2 separate regions of the Lactuca sativa genome follow, and region 1 is linked to region 2. The links are chromatin contacts, called in public Hi-C maps. All regions are on one chromosome and are shown on one strand. The core of a region is the stretch at or near the end of the contact, and the rest is flanking DNA. Distances in the headings are between cores, read along the strand shown.

Region 1 (4,641 bases), core at 686-3,185, 180 kb after region 2:
AATTACGAAAATGCCACTAGGGCTTCCATTGTACACTTATTTTCTACTTATGGACCAAAATGCAATATAATTAAATTATAAGGTTAAAATTTGAAATACTTTATCATCGGGATGTTACACTCCAAATTCTCAAAGTTAGGCAACACAAGTTGCCTCATTTTTAAAGCAATTAAAATTTTTTCTTTCTAAAAGAAAAGTTCATAGGTAAAGTGAGAAAAGTTTTGAAATTCGTCGGTCATCCAAAGCTCATCTAGAGCTAATAGCGATAAGAACAAGCATGAAGCTACTTCAAATGATGCTTGTTATAACTATGACGAAACTGACCACTTTGCTAAAAACTGCAAATATAAGTGGTTTGGATCCAATGCAGACTTTTATGGAGCCAAATATAAAAGACAAACAACCTAATCATTATATACTTATAAAAGAAACATTTTTCCTTTCACCACATTCATTTAAAACTCCCATTCATTTTTCCTTTCACCACATTCATTTGAAACTCCCATGACTTTTGAATTTATTTCTAATAATGATTATAAGTTAGTTAATAAGGTTAAATAAATATAAAATCTAAAGTGTTTTTAACTTTTAACATATCATACTTATTTTATTAGGTCTAATATATTGTTGTTTGAACAACTTGTATAAAATACTAAAATTGTTAATTTAAATATAACCTTACAGGATCAACTTAAATATAAATTTTAATTCAACTTAAGCAACCAAAAAAATATTTTGTAAATAGTTAAAAGTGATAAATTGTAGTGACTTTCTGATGATGATTATAAGTTGGATAATAAGGTTAAATAAGTATCAAACATAAAGTGTAATCATAAATAAACTAAATTTTAATATTAAAATAATATTTTTACTTCTACTTATAAACTTATGTCTTTAATTTTTAACACATTATACATAATTTATTATATTTAATATGTTGTTGTATGTAAACAATTATCAGTTTAAAACTACAATTTTTGAAAGGTTTGGACAAAATACTTGAAATTTTAATTTAAATATAATATTACAGGGTCAACTTCAATATAAATTTCAGTTCCACTTGAAAAACCTAAAGAATATTTTGTGAATAGTTAAAAGTGATAAATTATAATGCTAAATGCAAAATTTAAATTGTAATATCAATTTAACTAAAATACTATTTCCTAAGGATATTTTTATAATCGTTAAAAGTTTTCAAATAAGTAGCTTAAAATAACTTATAATAACAATAGTTAAAAATAACTCTATATAAATGATTATATTGTTACCTTTAAAATAAAATAAAATTGTTTAATGTTTTAAATAATTGCAATGAGAGAAATTAAAAAGTTAAACAAATAAATTTTAAAAAATTAATTAACAATAACAAAAACTATAAATAACATTAAACCATATATTATATTTAATTTTATTAATGAGCAACTTGCGGGTAGATGTCATTCAAAAGATTAAAATTATGCAATTTTAATAGATGTATATATTATCATATAATTTAAAATAATCAGTATATTATATCAACGTGGTATACGAATTATTATATCAAATTTGACAACATTATTGTTTTATTTAAAAAAACATATATTTGTAAAAATGCCAGCTATATAATTGCTTCTGCACAACGCGCGGACATTCGCCTAGTACTCCATAAAATAGCACAACCAAAGTTCTTTATTTAAAAATGCTTGCAAATTCGTTTGTTTATAAGACTTAGGTGGGAGTTTCAGAACTTACGAAAAGTTTGAATACACAAGCGAATTCATGACGAAAATTAATGAGTTTTTCTTGTTAAGAAATCCGGTGAATTCCTTTATTTTTTTTTTCTCAATTTAAATGGTTATTTTGTAAAAATATATTTTTATATTTAATATTATTTACACGACATAACATAAAAGAGGTTCTGAATTTGGCCAAGATTTTAAAACACCCTATTTTCAATGATCCATCGTTAATCAATAACCATCAAAAAGTCTCCCATTTTGACCTCCTACCAATTTGCTATTTGCCACATACCAACCCTTGTGATCCTTCCTTGCCCCTCTTCACTCACACACCCTTCGAATCCTCTTACAAATTCATCACCAAGATCCAATTCCCCCCGATTCCTCCACCACCATGGCAGACACAACAGCACCACCGGGGCAACCCTCAACACCATCACAACCATCTGTATACATACACCCCCGACGGGAGCCCTTCGAGCATGGCCTCATCCCTTTACCGAAACTCATTTTCACCGATGGTTCACAAACCCTAACCTCCCTCCGTGACAAATTGCTACAATTTCCTTCTACCAACAATCAACACCATCGAATTAACTCCGCCGTTGTTTCTGAATCCCTACAGATCTCCCCCGAACACGCCCGCCTTGTCCTTGACATAATTGCGTCCGTTCTTCACTCTGATTCGGACCCGCTCGTTTCCGCGAAACCGGATGAGGTTGATGCCGTTGGTGTCAATGTGTATGATCTGATCATTTTCTTGTATATACAGTCGTACAAGCGGTTGCTTCCTAGAGGACATAAGGATTCTGCTGCGGTTGCGGATGTTTGGCCATCTACTTCGGCTTTTGATGGCTTTTTATCGGCGCTTACGCCGTTACAGGTGATTTAATTGATTTTTTTTTCTGGTTTATATATTAGTTATAAACTGCCAATTTCGTGTATCTCCATTCTATCCTGTTAAGATACTGCTTGTCCGTGAAATAATGCTCTAGATGTGATAAAATTTAAAGCTATAATTTGGAATTTAAAGCGAAGGAACATAATGTATTTATTCTATAGATATTATCTGCTTTAGTTTTTTTTAACAACATTAAGCTACCTTATAACATGATAACATACATGCTTTATGGCAAGTTAAAATTGGTTTGCCACTTCATAAGACTCCTAGAAATTGTAACCAGTGGTTGGGTCTTTGAAAATTGTTCAAGATGCTCCATTATTGCCCCAATTTTTCTAGAACTGATTAAGTGAGTACCTTTCTATGTGATGAAGTTTATCAGAGAATTAATTTGATATAAAGAAGCTTCAAGTTCATAGTTATTGCACCACATTTCTGAAAACATGTCCTTACCAGAATGATGTCTGTCAGGAAACTAAATATGCATAATGCATCTTGCAATCCTAAAATTGAAGAAGTGTGCCTCCATTTTTGGTTGTACTACTAGACTACTAGTAGACAGCAGTATTTATTTTTTCCTTGTATTAATATCAAGATAGAAGCAATCAATTCATATAAATAATTAACACAATGTTGAGGTGGTTGGAGCTATTTTATGAAATTCCAACAAACCTACATACTCAAGTGATTATGTATGCAACAGCAACACTGACATAATCAATTAATCATCAATCATCATGTTTCAATGATCAGCTTGTTCGCAGCAATAGCAGGAGGTCAATGCCATCACAAGCTGATGAAGAAGCTCATCAGTTAAATTACTTACAGAAACATTTAGGCAACATAATCTCTCTTCTGTCTGACTCTGTTGAAGGTGAAGGCGAAGGAGAAGATTCAATGGTCTGTGAATCATTCTACCCAAACACACCTCATCTTCTTACTCTATTAACATTCTGCAAAATCTTATCTTGCTTCAAAGTTTGCAGGTTTTGTCAATGGAGAAATTTGAGCATCTTGGGTTCCTTCTCTACTTTGGTGAAAAAGGATTTGAGAAGCTTCCCTTGAGCCAAAACGCGCCTTTTTTTGCAAACTCAGATCCTGATATGCCAGCTGCCCCTGTTCCTGCATCTCAAGTTCATGATTGGATTCTACAAAACATTTCTGATGCTTTAGAGCGTATCTCTGAAAGAGCTGCTGCTAAAGAGAATGGTCAAACCAGTCCCTCTGACCAAGATGTTCTCATGACTGATGCCTCACCTAACTTCAAGTCATCCACAAGTGCTAAAGGTCCAAGTTTTATAGAGGGAATTTCCAAACAATCATATGTAAAACAAGCTTCTGAAATCAATGGATCTTTTGTCAAGGTTGTAAATTGCCATGAATCTGTTATCTATGTCTTGGCTCCTTTGAAATATGCCACCATATATGGTTGCTCTGATGCCACTATAGTTCTTGGCCCTGTTGGAAAGGTATGTTTTTGTTTTTTAAAACTCGGTGCACAAGGGTAGTCTTGTAATTTCATCTTTAATTTTTTTTGTCAGGCTGTAAGAATTGAACACTGTGAGAGAGTTCATGTGATTTCAGCAGCAAAACGAATCTGTATTGCTAATTGTCGTGAATGTGTATTCTTTTTGGGAGTAAATCAACAACCACTTATTGTTGGTGACAACCATAAACTACAGGTATAAGCAATGTACTTTATCTTTTATTTTTAATACAAACTTACATTCTACTATGGGTATATAAGTAAATTTCTATATTTTTTTTGTACAGGTGGCACCATACAATACTTTTTATCCACAATTAGAAGAACACATGAAGGAAGTTGGAATTGAGGCGACTCCCAACAGATGGGGTGAGCCTGTTGCATTGGGCCTGATTGATCCACATGATTCTCTCTCTCATCCTGCTGGTGGGTCCGATTGTCAAGCTGAGTCAGCAACTCATTTAGACCCTGATCAGTTCACAAATTTCTTGGTAAAATCATTTGTAATTTCTTTATAATTCTGGTTTAAGGTTTAA
Region 2 (4,960 bases), core at 2,175-4,674:
ACAATCTCACAGGGTTTTTGCGGGCCTATACAGGCTTAAGTCGAGTCAGGTCATGTCGTCAGAACTTGAGCCCAAACCCTATGGACCTTAACTGGTAACCGGGCTGGGCTTTTGGATGAGGAGACTAATATGTAGAAAACCAACCCAAAGTGTAAAGCATGAATGCGATTAAATAAGAAAAAGGAAGAGAATAAAACCAAATGGTTTAACTAACCATAACATACAAAGATCCAAATCTGCATCAGATTCGCATCAAACAAAACAGAATCCAAAATCCTTCATAGTTCATACACATATGACAAAACCATCGATAGATCCAGATCAAACTCCACAACTTACAAAAAAAAACTAGAAACTAACATAAGGGGTGATCTTGGCAATAAAATCCAGGATCTTTTGGCTCACAGCATACAGTCAGTTCTGGCAGGTAACCTTCTAAAGAAGTTAAGGGGCACAGAAGGCAACCTGCGACGAAACCTCGGGTGTCGCAACACATAAAACCCAGCAAAAATTGCAACAACTTGAAAAGGCGTCACGTAAAGAACAACAGCAGCAATCAAACAGAATATCACAAACAGTGAAGTAGCTCTTGGGTCTCTCCAACTAATCAGCGACTGAAACCTTTCTCCTTGTGTCGCTAAATCTCCAACCACTGTCTGCATCCTTCCAGCAATGCTTCTAAGCCGATCATATCTCATCCTCACAATATCTGGTTGACGTGAAGTTGGGAACGTATCAAATTCTTCATCAAGTTCATCGGGATGAAGATTATCAGCACATGAAAGTCGGGTGTCCATGTGAGGTGGGTTTCTAGGTCTCCATCGGTAATACCAAAGTCCAATTAGAAAAAGGTAGAGAAAAATAGTGGGTAAAATCAGTTCAGGGTATAACACGAGAATCAAGAAAAGAAAATGGATAAGAACAGTGGTGATTGGGTTTTTCCAATTGCAAATCTGATCGAACCATTTCCCGATAGCAATCATTCCACCTAAAACCCCCATCATTCTTAAGAAATTAGCTTTGCTTCGTCTCATACTCCACATGTGAGAACCCACATCCAGCATGTACTCCACTATCTCCTTCCTCAACGGTGGCTCAGCCCTGCTCAGCCGCATGGAAACAATCTGGGTCGCCTGGTGTCGCAAGCTTTCCAATTGAGCAACTGTTAATGGATGAATGTAATGCATTTTGGGTAAAAGTGGTTGAGAATACATATGCATCATGTTGAGTAAAGAAGAACATGTGAATCGAACAGCTAAATGGATCTCCCCCATTTTTTTCACTCCAGATGGGTGTAAAACAAGAAGCGGATACGAATGGGTGTAAACCCGATCCGTTTCAAGTGTTGATAAGCGGATCCGGACCTTTCCGATCCGAGAATCCCGGTTACCCCCGCCACCTGCCGCCTTGTCTCCTCCGCCTTGGAGGTGGCAGTTATCGAAAACTCCAATGGTTATCACAGTACATGGATCGAAAACTTCCCATGTATACTGTTCATTCCATTTGGGAACAAAACTGTCGATTATGGTTCGTGTTCTTACCCATTTTGTTCCATATTTAGCCACACAATATGCGTCAGTTGTTGCACGTCCGTCTTTCGTTTTCATTGGTGATAATCCATTAGCGCTCAAAATTCCAACTTCAAGAACTCCGATGCTGTTCTTCCATAGCTGTTTAGCAGTGGGTCTAAGATCGGAACTGTAATGTGTGGATTCGTCAAGAACGTGATACCCACCTTCCAAACAGACACGCATGTGAATCCTGCTAGCGAATTTCACTTCCTTCTTTTTTTCACCTTCGATGATGACATGTTTTTCGAGATTAAACCACCGGGTGTTGATCGCTTTATGGTCTAACCTCCGGTCAACATACTGTAACGGGATTGCACATCTTCCGAGGACTTCGTCTTTGTTAGGCGCGACTCTGTCTTCTACACTCAAAATCAATGGCTCTTCAAATGGTTCAGCAGCCACGAACATTAAATCTTCATTCCATAATGGGTTTATCGTCTTGCTCGTTGAGATTCTGGTTCTTAAAGCCTGGTTTCCGAGGACGGCTTTTACGTAAACTTCGGGAAATCTGGTACGATCGTTTGGGATCAAATCTTGAGCTTCGATCACATTCACTCTAAGATACCAAAGTTTCGGGGAAAGATAAACCTTTGACCGGATACTAGCGAGACCATCGGCGCTAACGGCAGCGGCGTCGGAATGCCAGGCTTCGGGGAACGCTTCATCTGCTTGCGTACCCCACCAGACTGCTAACATTAACTCGCCTTTCAGTTTGTCTCCTTTTCGATCGGATAATCGATACCACTGTGGAGCAAGAGGAGAATCCGGTGGGACTCGTTTGGGAACCTCGTTGAGATCGAATAGAACCCCACCCATGATATCGTCTTTCATAAGATCTTTATCTTTTACTGTGACTTCGAGCATTGTGGCTTGAATTCGATCTTTGGAGAAGGAGAAGACCTGGTTCCATTCCGGATTGGTTTTCTTCTCGAAATGACGAGTTGTTCCTTTGTAGTTCCCCATTCGAACCTCGACGTATGGGTCACAGCTTCCGGTGACATCTTTTGTGGGTAAATCTTTGGCTTTAACGACACGAACGTATAAGTATTGCATTTGTTCGACGAGGTCGTAGGTGCTTGTGAGCTTATCTCCGGTGACCTTACCTCCACCGAGGTGGGGTTTCGTCTCTTTGAGCGAGAAATCTTCATTTGGAGGTCTGTTCATGTTCATCATCTGGGGTTCCACCAAATTCAAAAACCAGTAAAGAATCAATCAAATAAATAGCGGAAAATGTTTAAGCAGATTTGAAAACTAAGTAATCCCCACCTGATGAAATTAAATAAAAAAAGGTATATTTGAAAGCTACAGATCTGAAAACTCTTGTCCTGAACGAAAACCATAAGAACAAAAAAAATCAAAAACCCTATAACATAAACTTGCATCCAACGAAAGGAATCAACATAGTAGAGCCACATTCACTTAAAAAACTGGAAGAAAAAAAAAAACGGATTCAAATCAAAGTGCAGAAAGACTGTTCAAGCATTATACAAATTAAGAAGAAAGTACTAGAAGCATTAATGTATAGTAGGTATATGCAGAGGATGTGTTTAGTGTATATACCTTATGAGGAGTGAAAATGACACAGAGATTTGATGAAGTAGATTCTTGGGACGATTTGCAGGAATGTTGAAGGAATTTAAACGGGGTTTGTTTGTTGTTTTGCGGAATCAATGGAGGGGGGGTTTGGTTTTTAGAGAGAGAGGGAGAGAGAAAGAAGGAGGGTTTTAGAATTTGGAGAGAGGAAAGTGAAAAGGCAAAGACAAAGGCGGTAACGGGGATGTTTGTGCGTGTGTTGTTGAAGAATCGGGGTGTGTGTCAGAGCGTGTGTTTGTCTCTTTCTCTTTTATTATACAAGACCTCAAATAGAGGCAACCAATTTACTAGGGTTAAATGTTAATAGCGTCTATCGAAGAGGTGTCATACTTATCATCTATTAATTTTATAATGTTTTTGTAACATAAGATATGACAATATGACATGTTATTCTAACATGGTTTAAGATTTGATTTTCTATTTAAAAAAATTAATTTATCAATGATAATTTTTTTTTGTTTTTTATATGTGACTAACTTTTTTATTTTTGTAAACATCTAAGTCACGAATTAATTGAAAATATTCACATATGATCATTATGATTAGATGTGATAAGTTACAGTTAGTTATAATGATCATATGTGAACAATTCCTGCAAGTTCGTTACCTAAATGTGTAAAAAAAAAGTTACCCGGATGTTAACAAAAGGAAAAGATAGTTATCATGATAAGTCGATTTCCCTTTCTATTAAGGTCGTCGATTATAATGTTTGCAATATTAATATATTCAATTAAATTTCCTTAAAACACTATTATGTCCATTTATGAGTATTTAATTTGGCCATGATATGTTGGGAGCCCATCTCTCTCTCTCTCTCACACACACACCCCCTTCGTCGGCAGCAGAAACGTCAGGTTGTGCGACATTATGATGTTGGATTTCATGTCAAGGACATACATTGAGTAATATATTTATATATTAAACAATGTGGCTATTTATTCATTAAATGAAATATGTTACACAGCTGTTCGAGGTACAGGTAGGTCACAAAAGCAAAGTACAAAAGTAAAGCATATAGAATTTGGGATGCATCATCGGGGTTACCTCTTTCTTCAATCAGATTAATTCCCCTGAGAATACATATGGTTTTGAGAGGTCAACATAATGTGTCCACATGTTTTATTGTTATAGAACGTTGTGTGTGTATTTTAGTTATCTTGTTTATCCTAAACTCGTTTCCTCGAGTTTATGTGTATTATCGCTGCTTCCTTAGGTAGGTTCCTGGTATTAGTCTAAGATAGTTAGTTTTTGTTTAACAAAGTTACGATAAGTTCCTATAATCGAGTTATGATTGTTGATCCCGAAAACCATGATGTTTCATCGGATGTCGCAAATGTGTTTAGAAAGTTATGTCTACTTCAACTTGTCGTTAGGTTGTAGCTAGCAATCATAGGTGGGAGTGTCAATCTCATATAGATTTATACATATTTCTCTCTCTCACTTAAGATTTAACGATTATAGGTCGGGAGCTAGCTGAAAATCTTTCAGCATGTTGATAAATTGTGTCTCATCTAACTCTTGTTATGGGGGCCTCTCCTGGTCGGTCGTGTTGTTATTCATGTTGTATTCATATGTATGTACTTATTATTATATATTATGTATCTTATACGTATATATAATTGGTGTGTTTTACGTAGCCGAGTATTTGGGCAGAGTAACACTAGGTACTAAGCTTATCTAAAGGGTAGCTATAATAACGATTCGAGTATCAGCGTTTCTTGGCAACTGGTCAGCATAACAACTAGGTATGATCTTATCTATCATTGTGATTTATTATAAAAACTAGGCATGATATT

What was found. A called contact is a pair of places that touch in the nucleus more often than the background predicts.
Region 1: a contact with region 2 is called in a Hi-C map of seed, with 9 times the contacts expected there. The contact joins the promoter of LOC111897883 here to the promoter of LOC111897885 in region 2. A contact is called at or near these places in 4 of 4 Hi-C or Micro-C datasets (bud, leaf and seed).

The regions. Positions count from the first base shown.
Region 1 is chr5:332,799,741-332,804,381 of Lsat_Salinas_v11, forward strand. It overlaps LOC111897883, which reads left to right and starts at 1,936. Exons shown (of 8, transcript XM_023893829.3): 1 at 1,936-2,601; 2 at 3,373-3,519; 3 at 3,606-4,088; 4 at 4,161-4,301; 5 at 4,393-4,596. The coding sequence starts at 2,113.
Region 2 is chr5:332,618,164-332,623,123 of Lsat_Salinas_v11, forward strand. LOC111897885 (FT-interacting protein 3) reads right to left here and starts at 3,425. Exons shown (of 3, transcript XM_023893831.2): 1 at 3,132-3,425; 2 at 2,838-2,896; 3 at 192-2,744. The coding sequence starts at 2,744. The coding sequence ends at 402.